Linked DNA regions of Sus scrofa: region 2 is linked to region 1. Evidence: chromatin contacts called from public Hi-C data. All regions are on one chromosome and are shown on one strand. The core of a region is the stretch at or near the end of the contact, and the rest is flanking DNA. Distances in the headings are between cores, read along the strand shown. Region 1 holds the start of PAPOLA (poly(A) polymerase alpha). Region 2 holds the start of VRK1 (vaccinia related kinase 1).

The links. A called contact is a pair of places that touch in the nucleus more often than the background predicts.
Region 2: a Hi-C map of liver shows a contact between it and region 1, with 3 times the contacts expected there. The contact joins the promoter of VRK1 here to the promoter of PAPOLA in region 1. A contact is called at or near these places in 2 of 47 Hi-C or Micro-C datasets (epiblast stem cells and liver).

Annotation. Positions count from the first base shown.
Region 1 is chr7:117,672,101-117,678,775 of Sscrofa11.1, reverse strand. PAPOLA (poly(A) polymerase alpha) reads right to left here and starts at 2,693. Exons shown (of 21, transcript XM_021099683.1): 1 at 2,160-2,693. The coding sequence starts at 2,167.
Region 2 is chr7:117,940,246-117,946,920 of Sscrofa11.1, reverse strand. VRK1 (vaccinia related kinase 1) reads right to left here and starts at 3,937. Exons shown (of 13, transcript NM_001243688.1): 1 at 3,872-3,937.

The sequences.
Region 1 (6,675 bases), core at 1,444-3,943:
CAAATTTAACAGCCATTCCAAACATGACAGTGGAAGTCAAACACAATATACAGCCTGGAAATCAAAATTCTGAACCTCAAAGAAACAAATTAATGACACCAGAACGTGAAAAACAAATAAAGTAAATTAGTAAGGGCCTATTTAACTAGGCAGTCTTTGGCCTTTTTGTTGTTTTCTTTAAAAGGACGATATTTATAGATATATATATATATAAAAATCTGAATCACGCTGCTATACGCCTGAAACTAATACAACACTGTAAATCAACTATACTCCAATATCAAGTAAAAATTAAATTAAAAAGTACTGTAATACACTTACAGTTAAAAATAAGGACAGCCAATGAAAAACTGGCCATGTTGTTCACATTTCAAGAAATACAGTAGACAGGCAATATCCCTGTGTGAAAACCTTCTGTCTTCACTTTGTCTTCCATCTTAAACATTTGAACTAACTTCCAAAGAATTTGAAACACTCAGGTTTCTAAAGGAAATGAATACCTCCCTTCCCCAAAGAATGCTGGGGAAAAGTAGGTATCAAAGTACATTTAATTTCTTGTAAGATACAAGTTATTTCTTCATTAAAGCTTTTTAAGGCATACATTCCTGCTACTGATCAATTTTTAATAGTGACATGATTATCAGAAAAAAAGTCCCTTTTCAAAAAGCAATAAAATGTGACTTCTGTGTTAAATGTCACTTTAGCTTTAATTGCTGAATTGAAAAACGCCACAAAAATCTTGCTCAGATTCAGTTCTCTAGTAAATTTTTTATCGTTCCATAAAATAAATCAATAAACAGCGACCTTGCAGATTACGACTTTCTCGGTATGTTTAATTGAAACTAACAAATATTCTCATTACAGAAATAATCTGTTGATATGCCTCTCAAAAAATGACGGGGGGGGGAGGAAGGAGCATGAAATTCCTTTTTAAAACATCATGTAAAAAGTGACAGATGTCTTTAAAATCTGTATCAAAGAGCCTCACCTGTAAAGAGAGACGTACACCCACATACACACACACACAAGTAAAACTGTACGATCAGCGCTATTTGCAGAAAAGAAGTTTTTACTTAAAAAAAAAAAAAGGCTTAGGTGCTACACTAGGTGTCTAGAAACCATAAAATCTTTATTCTGCATTTAAGTAAAACGTCAAGGATGAATTCATGCTTCGTTTTGGGGCTACAAAGAAGAGAACTCGACCCCTCATCTCTTACACGTGAATCCTCAAACACGGAAGAAATGCAGTCTCACTATTCAGGCCTCTACGCTGCCGTATAAACGCAGGAAAAAAAAGACTGTAATCTTTCCATCCCAACAATGAGTTCTCACATTACATCCCGTTCTCTGAGAGGAAAAAAGAAAACTTTTTAAAGACCCTACAAGGGAAAGAAAGTATAAATGTAGGCCTAGTGAGATTAGAAGACATAGCTGGACTAGCTTTCAGTGCACAATCAGAAAAACACAAAGTACCACTCGATAGAGGAGGAAGCAGGATGATATCCGGCTACCCTATGAAAACAAAATAGGGAGAGCAAGTCGTAATTGCAACGCCTTTCGAGGGGGCACCCTGGAAAGTGCCCCTTTCCCGACGGCTGAAAAGCCAGGGAGTGGGGGACTGGGGCGGGGGAGGAATTCAAACCGTGGGACTCAACGCTCAAAATTGGGTTTTTAACTAGTGCTCATCAAGCTCAGACGTGGAAGTGGATTAACAGCGGCGCACGATGTAGGCACCTTGGAAACGGGAAACGCAGGCCGGGAACACAGGCAGAGAATTGGGCCGGAGAGGCTCCGGGGGGCGAGCCCGCCGCGCATGCAGACCCCGCGAGGAGCAGGGCCTTCCTCCCCGACACTGGGGGTTTTTTACCCCCTTCCTTTTAGCGGAGAAGTGGGAGCAGCAGCGTTGGAGGTGCCTCCGGCCCTTCCGGAAGAGGAAAGCCCCCGGCCCGACGGCCGCCGAAGCCAGGAAGGGGTGGGGGGAAGCGGGAACCGAGCAGAAGGGGAAGTGCGGCGGCGAGCAGGAAAGGAAACAGGAAGAGCCCCAGTCCCGCCTGCCTCCCCCACGGGGCGAGGGCCCGGCTCGCGCGCCCCCTCCCCCTCCCCTGACGCCCCCCGGGCCCCGCCGGCGTGCGAGAGAAAACAGAATACAAATCACTTACAACGGCATCGTCTCCTGCGCCGGCACCGCCCAGTCACTTCCCCCCCGCAACCGCCGCCGCTGCCGCCCTGGGCATGATCCACTGAGGCGGGAGGGAGGGGGGGCCTGCCTCAGCCCTGGGTCCAACCCCACTCCCGCACCCGCTCCCGCCGCTTTAAGCGCTTCTCCTCCTTCCCCTTCGTCCTAACATGGCGCCCGAGCGCTACCACAGCAACGTTCTAGAACCGCTGACGCCGCCACGCACGCCGTGCGTGCGCCTGCGCAACAGCGGCCCGCCGCCGCGAAGCCCCACGGGAAAGGTAGTTCCCGCGCCGGCCGGCGCTCTGGCGATTTACGCCCCAATCCTGTCGGCTTCCTTGGCGGTGTCAGGGAGCGGTGGAAGCGGTGCGGAACCCTCCCGGCGGCGGGGCGTCGCTCGAGTCGGACCGCTGTCGTCGCCCACGGGGGCGATGCGCATGGACGGCGCGAGGGAGAGCCCAGAGAGGCGCCGCTTCCGGCGCCTTGTGAGGTCCGGCCGTTCTCGCCGCCCGGGGTCGCGGCGGCTGCGCTGTCCCTCGGGCGGCGTCGGCTGAGGCTCTTGGAGGAGATCGAGGCGCCCACGCGTGCCCCCGAGAGGTGCCCGCCGAGCGCGAGGCTCAGGACAGGGCCACTTGGGTTGTAACAAACTACTCATCCGCTTTGTACTTGTCTGCAAAGTGAGAGTTATGCTTGCTTCCGAGGGCAGTGGCACCTCTTTAATGCTGTAATGCAAGAGGGGTGGGTGCTTGGCACAGCCGGGGACAGAGGGCGCAGGGATGTTACTGCGACTCCCTCCTATTCCACTGGATTCGGTTCCCCCTACCCGGAACTTTGGAGCTTTTCTGTCCACCGATATGTACGCAGGCTCTCAGGAAATATCTGTTGAATGAGTAGTACTCTGAGGACAGAGGATTCGGGAACAAGAGCTAATTTTATCTCTGTAACTGTTGGTGCACTGGAACTCACTGATAAAGCTGTCATTCAATGGAAGCCGAGACAGCAGTGATCCTTGGGATTTTAGCCAAGGCCCTTTCGCTGGTAGTTTCCCAGAGGTGTTTGGTAGCTCTTTCTAGCCCTGGGGTGGGATCTGGGAGTTTCCTCCCCACCTCCAGCAGAAGTTTGATAAAGAGTGCCTGAGACAGACTTGACTCTGACATTCCTTACTTTTTCGAATTTAGGAAGCGTTCCAAAGTGTCACAAAGAAGGTTGATGGCGGGGAGGGAAGGAATCAAACAAAGGAAAGTTCTGAATTCTTTATATCACTATGCATTTGTACATCCTCAGGAATCCTGTTTGACAAAGGATTTCCCTGTTTTCACTGCTATCTAGTGGGACTAGCCTTCTAAAGGCTCTGTCAGTGGGAAGAGCATGGGCACTAAACCCGAATTGTCCAGGAGGGTAGCCACATGTGTCTTTTGAGCACTTGAGATGACGCTAGTCCGTTTAAGATGTGCTGTGAGTATAAATTACACACGGATTTCAGAGATCTTAGTATGAACAAAAGAATGTGAAAAACCTGACAATTTTTTATATTGTGTTTTTATAATTATTGCATTGTAGAAAATATGACAGTTTTTCCTGTTTTTGCTTTTCAACGTGTGGCTACTAGAAAAATTTGAATTATATATGTGGCGCTCGTTTCTATTAAACGGCAATGATCTAGAGACAGACGTGTTTGATTCTCAATTCTATTTATTCCTTTACCCTCTTGTCATCAAGGTGGCTTTAGTTGGGGGCCCAGTGGTAGACCTGACCTTAAAATTTTGAACATCTTGGAGTTCTCATCGTGGTGCAGCGGAACCAAATCTGACTAGGAACCATGAGGTTGCAGGTTTGATCCCTGGCCTTGCTCAGTGGGTTAAGGATCTGGCGTTGCCATGAGCTGTGTGGTGTAGGTCATAGACTTGGTTCAGATCTGGCATTACTGTGGCTGTGGCTGTCAGCTGCAGCTCTGATTCAAGCCCTAGCCTGGGAACCTCCATATGCCTTGGGTGCAGCCCTAAAAAAGCAAAAAAAAAAAAAAAAAAAAAAATTGAAAATCTGAGATCCTGTTATATCAAAATATTAAGGCCAGGTCCTGGGAGTTCCCCTTGTGGAGCAGCGGAGATGAATCTGACTAGTATCCATAAGGATGTAGGTTCGATCCCTGGCCTTGCTTGGTGGGTCAGGGATCTGGTGTTGGATGAGGTATAGTGTAGGTGGCAGATGCAGCTCAGATCCCGCATTGCTGTGGCTGTGGCATAGGCCTGTAGCTACAACTCGCCCCCCTAGCCTGGGAACTTACATGTGCTGCAGGCGTGACCCTAAAAATCAATATATATATACATGTATTTAAAAATTGCTCATAAAGACAGGTACTGATGATGTACTTTATGAATTAAAGAGAGGGAACTTCTTGAGCTTATAACTGTCCTCTGCCTGGTGTCTCAGCAGGCAGTGAGGACAAGATGCATGTTAAACCTCCACGCTTTCCATCTTCAGTTGCACCATTTTTGTTTCTGCCTTCCATAGAGTGAGGCAGGAAGACAGCACAACCAAAGAATATTTATTTAGTACCTAGAATGTGCTAATACCATGTTACTTGGTAAATATGGTGAATATGTGTTTTCACTATAGCAGCTCGGGTTGCTGCTGTTGGCATGTTCTTTTCGTAGCCAGGAAACTTCCACATACCACAGGTACGCCAAAAAAAAAAAAAAAGTCCTGATAGAAAAGCTAGGACAGGAGGAGGAGGAAGAGCATGTCATGTAGAAGACACAATTGAAGAGAGAAAAGCTGGGAGTTCTCGTGTGGCTCAGCAGGTTATCCATCCTGTCCCTGGCATGGCAGGGGAAGAAAAAGTGCATGTAATTTTATTTGTTTATTTATTTTGTGGCTGCACTTATGGCATGTGAAAGATCCCAGGCCAGGGATCAAACCCACACCACAGCAGTGCCAGTGTTGGAGGCTTAAACACAAGGCACCAGGGAACTCCCAAATAATTCAAAGTTCATTTGGAGAAAGGGAAACTTTTTTCTTTTGAGGGCCACGCCCATGGCATATGGAGGTTCCCAGGCTAGGGATCGAATTGGAGCTATAGTTGCCTGCCTACACCACAGCCATAGCAATGTGGGATCTGAGCTGCAGCTGTCACCTACACCACAGCTCATGGCAACTCGGGGTCCTTAACCCTCTGAGCAAGGCTGGGGATCGAACCTGTGACCTCTTGGATGCTAGTCAGATGTGTTTCTGCTGAGCCACAATGGGAACTCCCAAGAAAGGGAAACTTTTGAAGTAGCAACTACAAAGTCCGTTGTGGGGAATGATGGAAATGAAGCTAGAAAGTGAAGTGAGAGGCAGATGATGAGGACACATTATTACCGCCATCACTGCCTGCCTGCCGTGCACCATCACACTGCGAAGCTACGGTGACTTTCCACTGTGAAAAATACTAAGATCAGTGTCCCACTTAGTTCTTACCTTCTACTGTTTTGGGAGCAGATAAAACACATGAACAAGCAAGCCCACTCCTGGGCATAGATCCAGACAAAACTAAATCCAAAAGATATATGCACCCCAGTGTCCATAGCATTATTTGCAGTAGCCAAGATATGGAAGCAACCTAAGCGTCCATCACTGATGAAAAGATAAAGAAGCTGAGGTATAGGCGTTCCCAATGTGGCCTATACCACGCTGGAAAGGCAGCGTCTCTATAGCACCAGGACACAGGTGTGATCCCCAGCCTGGCACCGTGGGTTAAAGGATCCAGGGTTGCCACAGGTGTGGCTCAGATCTGACTCCCTGGCCTGAGCTATACTGTATAGCTGTAGTACATATACTATATATATATATATATATATATATATATACACTAAATATATATACTATATATATATGTGTGTGTACACACACACACACACACACACACACACACACACAATGGAATACTATTCAGTCATAAAGAACGACATAATGCCATTTGAAGCAACATGGATGGACGTAAAGATTAGCATACTAAATGAAGTAAGTCAGAACGAGAAAGGCAAATACCATATGATATCACTCGTGTGTGGAATATGAAATATGACACTAATTTATCTATGAAACAGAAACAGACTCACAGACAAGGAACAGACTTGCTGTTGCCATGGGGGAGGAGAAGTAGGGCAGGGATAGACTGGGAGTTTGGGATTAGCAGATGCAAACTATGACATACAAAATGGATAAACAGCAAGTTCCTACTGTATAACACAGTATTCAGTATTCAGTATCCTGTGATAAACCGTAATGGAAAGAATATGAAAAAGAATATATACATACACACACGCACACAAATACGTACACATGTATATATATTATATATAAAACTGAATCGCTTTGCTATACACCAGAAACTAATAATGTAAATCAACTACAATAAAATACATTTTTGAAAAAGCACATGAACAGATAAGGGAATTATAAATTGTAATAAGTACCATGAATAACATAAATCAGGAGACAGTTCAACTTTAGATAGG
Region 2 (6,675 bases), core at 2,688-5,187, 270 kb before region 1:
TTGGAACAGACATATCTGCCCCAAATGTAAACAGCAGCAAGACGGCCTACCTGCAGAGAGAAAGTGACATAAACACATAGAAAGAAGCTATAGGGCTGTAAAAAGAGTGGGATGGTACTGCCCTGTTCCCAGTGGCTTTCCTGTTCTCATTCAGTCACTTGCAGGACCAACTATATCACTCCGGATGTTCTGGACATTGAGCTCTGTAAGACAACTGAGTCCTTCCAATAAAGTATACAAATTTGCTTAAAAAGTATATGACAGAACATTCCCAAATCTCAAATTAATAACCTTGCAACTTCTATCTAGTGTATCCTCCCGCTTAATATATGTGGTTTCTTGATAAACATTTTAGTGTGAGTATAGGTTTAACATTCACCCTAAGTATCTGCCAGTGTGAATGGCATCTACCTAATTTTCAAATCTGAAAGTACCAGTTCCTATCCTATGGGCCAGAGACCTACAGAGAGATAGGAGTTGCTGCCAAGAATCATCAAAATCCACATACCTACACAAAGACTAAATACATTATACAATTCAAACCAAGTTGACAAAAATGCTGCAGCTAAAAATGTTTTTTTGTTGTTGTCGTCTTTGTTTTTTTAGGGCCACACACACCCACGACATGTGGAGGTTCCCAGGCTAGTGGTAGAATCAGAGCTGTAGCTGCTGGCCTACACCACAGCCACAGCAATGCGGGATCCAAGCCACATCTGTGATCTACACCACAGCTCACGGCAACGCCAGATTCTTAACCCACTGAGCAAGGCCAGGGATCAAACCCACATACTCATGGATGCTAGTCAGGTTTGTTAATCACTGAGCCACAAGGGGAAATCTTAATGAAATTCTTAATAAATTTACTGACTAATGTTACTAAAAGCAGTTTCTTGTCATCAGCATTTATTGGTGAATGTTAAAAACCAAACTCTGATTATGGGGAGAAGGGCAGACTTCACACCTCCCCAGGCTCTCTAGAGTTTTTCTTCAAGTGTTGCCCATACGCCATCCAGAAAAGAAGAGTAGAATGTGCTTGAGTTTGAATGTAAAGATTTAAGACGACACTGGGAGAGACGGAGCAGGAATAACTGGGCGAGTGAATGAAATTACTTCAAAGCAATGATCGATCGATCGCAGAACGATCGATCGCAGAACGAGAAGTACTTAAGTGTCCTTCAGAAGGTGAGGGCGGAAGATGTTAAAGGGCAAGATCCTCCTTACATCGTTATAACGGCAAGTAAGAAATACTCACAGGAATATTGGTCGAAAGGGCCAAACCTATCCCCGAGTAAAAACATCTTGGTTCCACCACCTAGCTAAATGCTTTGTCAGGATGCTATCACCTTTCTAAATTAATCGTACACCCTTACTAAAAATTCCATGTTATCACTAAGAGTGTAGTTTTTCAAATGTGCCAGACACAGTTGACTACTTGTGTGCTGGGTGCTAAGTAGCCAAAGCCGACAAGAAATGACCTCTATCAGTGTAAAAGAAATCTTGCTTCAACAAAACACTACAATGGCAAGAACAGACTCTGCACCCAGCACGGTTCCCGACATAGACATCTGGTGATTATGTGAGTCCACTGCTGCTCCCTCTGAAAAATAACCCAGACAAGCTTGCAAAATATCCTACCAGTCTGAAATATATTCTCCAGTCCTATCCAGTTACCCTTCCATTCTCACAACCCATCAAGACCAATTTCCACGAAAGCCTCAGCACCGCACACAAAGAGGCAGCACTCAACTTCCCTTGGGTTCCTGTCCGCTACATGGAGATATCGGCATGTGCACTGTTCGCGTAAATCTAGGAACCATCCTTCCTCACTTGTTATATATAAGGTAAATGTTTAAGCTCTGCCCCATTTCCAGTAAGTTCTATTTATCAAATCAAAAATACTTTCAAAGTTCTACTTTTTAAATCAAAATTCTTCTTATAGCACATCATAACTTACTAGGGAAGGCTTTAAGGAAAAACATACATACAGCTGTCCAAGAAAAATCTTTTTTCTTTCCTAGACATCTGGGACTTTCACTTACCTATTTACTATTATTTCACATTAGTTCTCAATTTAAAAAAAAAAGCTGGCCTATTTAAGAAAGTTAATTTTAGGGTCTGTCAACATTTTGAATGCATGACTGTTATTTGTAAAATATACATTTGCATCCTGGAATAAGACTCGGCATAAGCTTTCCATATAACCATTTCCTGGGCACTTACGAACTTACTGTATGTCAGGTTCTGTGCTTGACACATTTCTCCGCTTTCTCATTTGTTGACCAAATATCCTCTCACAATTTCTGCAACACTGAACATTAAGAAGCCCTTACACTCTAAATCTCATCTGTTGTAGATAGCAGCACTAAATGGACAGTAATGCTGAACACAAGTTACTGCCATCAAATTCAAGTTGTTACTGCATTAACCCAGAATCTGATCAGCAACGCTGAGATGCACAGAGAACAGCACCCACGGCGGCTTCGGCAGAGAAAGCCAGTGTTAAGTGACAACTTGCTATATCAGAGGATGACCTGACCTTAACTACCTGTAAATGTAATTCCAATTACTATATGCCATTTTGGACAGCACAGACATAACCTGAATAAGATGATTATACAAAAAACCCTTGCCTCCCTCTGAAACTACTTTAAAATTGTACATTAAATCCTCCCCAAAAGCATCACACTTCCAAAGTCATGAAAAGCAAGATGCCTTTATTCTGAACGCTTAAAAATAATGCTGCCATACATTTTCTTTTAATCTTGTAAATTACAGCTTAACGGATGGGCAATTCTAGTTGAAAAAAAAAAAGAAAAGAAAAAAATAATAATGAATGAGGCCCTTCAACAGTTTCTTAAAACCACCACCTTCCCAAGAGCAAAACTGGTATCTCCAAACTGTTTCAAGGAGAGATGGGGGAGGGAAAGGACGAGTCAATACATAGCAAGAAGAGAAGAAAAAAAAAAAAACGGGGGGAGGGGTGACTTGACAGAAAAGTTAAAAAATGAGTGGACTTAACTGAAACCTAGGGTCTACCACATTTCCCTCTCAACCCGGAAACCCTGGTGCGTTTGTCGAATTTAAATAAAGCACCTAAGAGTTTTGAGACCAGAGCCAAAAATTATTCCGACGGTAGGAAAAACTATCTGTCGCCCGCGAATACAGCAGCATCAGCAAAAGGTGCCACCCTGCAGCTACGAAGACGGGACAAAAAACAGCTGTCAGGGGCACGCGAAAATCCCTTGTAAAATTCCGCCACCGGAGCTCGAACGCCTTGAACCTGCCGCAAGGGCCGCTCTCACCGGGCCTCAGCCGGACCTTGACAGCTAAGAAAGGCGCCCAGGCCTGGAACGCCAGCCCCGGGCGAGCAGGCTCCTGCCCCTATCTCAGGTCTCCAGGCCAACGTCGCCTCCCGAGATGCCCTCCTCACCCCACCCCCGCCCATCACTCCCGCCCACAGACGCCTGTCCCCGTTTTCAGAGAGCTCTCGCTTCTGCAAATGGTCAGTTTGGCTTCTATTCTGCTTCCCCTGCAGAACGTGAGTTCCAAGACCGCGGAGGGACGCCGCTGATCCAATCTGGCCTACAGAAGCCATCTCCCAGACCCGGCCTGAGCGCCCAGGATGCCGTGCAAGTCTGACCCGCCTACACGCCGTTCAGAACCGGCAACGGAGCCTTGGGGACCCGCCCGGCCGGTGCAGGGAGCCCGGGGCCGCAGCGGGGCCTGAGGGAAACCCGGCGAGAGAGGACGCCGGCGCCTCCCGAGGTCCCGGCTGCCCTGCCGCCCCGCGCCGGCCCGGCCGCCGACAGCCTCTCCGCGGCCCCCGCTCGGCGCCGGCACTCTTGCTCAGCTCCGCGCGCGGCTACCCTACCCGGAACCGCAGACCGGTCGCCTTCTGCCCAGTACGAACTTCCCGCCGCTTTCGCCGACTTGCAACTCAGTTGAGGCGCCGGCCCCGTCACACTCCGCAGTATGGAGCCTTCTCATTGGCTCGGGTGAGCGGGAGAGGCGGGGCGAGTGGGAACGCGCGAGCGGGGCGGAGCCTATGCCGGCCTTCTCCGCCTCCGCGGGCATGGCGGGAGCCGCGGACCGGCGCACCCAGTGCATGCTGGGAAGTGTAGTGTTTTACGGGCAAAGCAAGATCTCGGTCCCTCTTGCCCCGTGGGCACCTGGGAAATGTGGTATAGCGCCTCTAAGTCCATCTTTCTGGTTGAATGCTGTACCTGGCAATGCCTTAAGAACTGAAATAAATATTGCCAGTATTCTCAGTAGCTTTTTTAACCAATATGTTGGTTAAAAAAAAAAAAAAATTCAACCTTAAGGTTACCGTAGGTGTACGGTTGGGCAGAGGGAAGAATTGGGAGTGTAAGTATCACACACATTCTGACAGTTTATTGTATACCGCAGGAATCACCTATATGGGGAAAAAAGAAAAGGTATATTTACATGTATGACTGATTCACTTTGCTATACACCTAACACAACATTGTAAGGCAACTATACTCTAATAAAATATTTTTAAAAATAAATGTCACAGAGAAGCAAATAAATAAATGTGTTGACAAAGAGTTGGACGTAAAAGCAGCCCTATGTTCCGGTTTGGCCCAGTTCCTCCTCTGCCTACTGGCGTTTGCGTTTTTCCACCTGAGGATCCACACACTGCAGGCTCCTCCCACAGCAGCCTGGCTCTGTATACCATGTTCTGGCTCTGGAAGCAAACAGCTTGCAGATCAAATCCTTGCTCTTCCACTCTGTATCTTTATAACCTAGATTACTTAACCTCTATGAGTCTCAGTTTCCTGTTTCTGTCAGGACTAAAGGAGATAGTCTCGAGACAGTCCTTTTTATGTAGTAGATGCTCAATAAAGAGTAGACAGTATAAATATAATTCTGTCCGCTCCTAGCCATGACTCTAAATTCCACCTGTCTGTCGAACCTATTTCAGTGCCTACCTAACCTTCTGTAGTATTCCATCTGTAATTCCCTTATGCCACAGTTTGCTTTATAATCAATTGTCTCAGCCTCCATCACCCATGAGACTGTGAGCTTATCTTGGACCAGGATACTGTTCTAGGTCAAAATCACCAAAGCCATAGGCAGAGGGAGCTTTACAGAGAAACTAGAGAAGCTTAAGCAAGGTCTCTTCCAAAGCCTTCTGTTAGAGGGAGTTTTAGAGGGAGGGGGGTGTTGTTTGCCAAGGTAAGGTACTTTTGTACGATTTTCTTAAAGTGGACCCCCCCCCAAATTGCATGACTTCAGTCCTCACAAAACCTGGAATCACACTTCCCCTTGGACAGTGCGGCGATGTGCCTGGTGACTCACATTTGCCCCTCCAGGGACTCTCACTGGCTCCAGATGGTCCTCCAGCCTGCCGGCGGCCCCAGGAAGCTGAGCTGGTTCCTGTGCCTCTGGCTTCTGGTGTATTTGGCCAGCAGGGAACCCCACAGAGAACTGGAGGGAAAGAGAAATGTCACTGAAGGCAAGTATTCCCCTGGATCCTTGTCGGCAAGGTCACCTCCAGTCGGCTAGTGCCCTCAGCTGAAGGCCACTGCTCCCTGCTCTCCCTTCCAGCTTACAGTGACAGCTTCTTCCCATGGTGCCCGGGACATGCAGCTGATAACACCACGACTGCTGCTGAGCCAAGATTACTGCTCCATCCCCGTGGTTCCCACGCCCACATCTTGGCCAAAGTCTCATTGCAAATAAACCCTCCTCAAATTAGCCTGTTTCAAATGTGTTATCTGCTTCTTGCTGAGACCTTAACAGAAACATTTGCACAAAGGGAGCACTCGATGAGTATTTATCAGCAAAGAGGTCTCAAGATGGAATTCCCATTGTGGCTCAGTGGTAACGAACCCAGTTAATATCCATGAGGATGTGGGTTTGTTTGATCCCTGGCCTCACTCGGTGGATTAAGGATCTGGTGTTGCCATGAGCTGTGGTGTAGGCCACAGACGCAGCTCGATTCCTGCATTCCTGTGGCTGTGATGTAGGCTGGCAGCTACAGCTCTGGTTTGACCCCTAGCCTGGGAACTTCCACACGCTGCAGGTGCGGCCCTAAAAAATAGAAAATAAAAGAGGTCTCAAGATTCATACATCTCATGGGTGTGGAATTCCCAGGCAAGAATCTGTGGCCAGAATCCACTGAGAGAATCTCTCCCTCACACACACACACACACACACACACACACACAGACACACACACACGCACACACAAAGAGAAAGAGACAGAGAAACACCCACACACGCTGAGAAGACTTGGAACAGAACTCATCTTTCACCTCATGACCGGGTTCCCCTAACCTCACCAAACGTGTGCAGAAGAAATGTCCCCGCTTCCATGCTGGGTTGGCACCAGCTGGCCTTGAATCGCACTGAAATCAGCAACAGGGCCTGGAGTGTCCCAGGGTGGGAATGGAATGTACTTATTCTGGAGGTCGTGGCTGCCTCAGCCTGGTGGGATAGCTTACTCTTCAACTGCTACTTCAGTGCACTCTGTCCCCAGGCAACTGCCACCGTCTCCAACACCTCGCACATGTGCTAAGATGTCCTCCCAGTACAGAGCCTGGCAGGACATCAGTCCAAGCTGCTGGCACAGAGACTGCCATTCTGAGGTGCTGTAGGTGGGGATACAACTCTGGGACACTGGAGGCCCTCCATGGATTTTTATGAGTT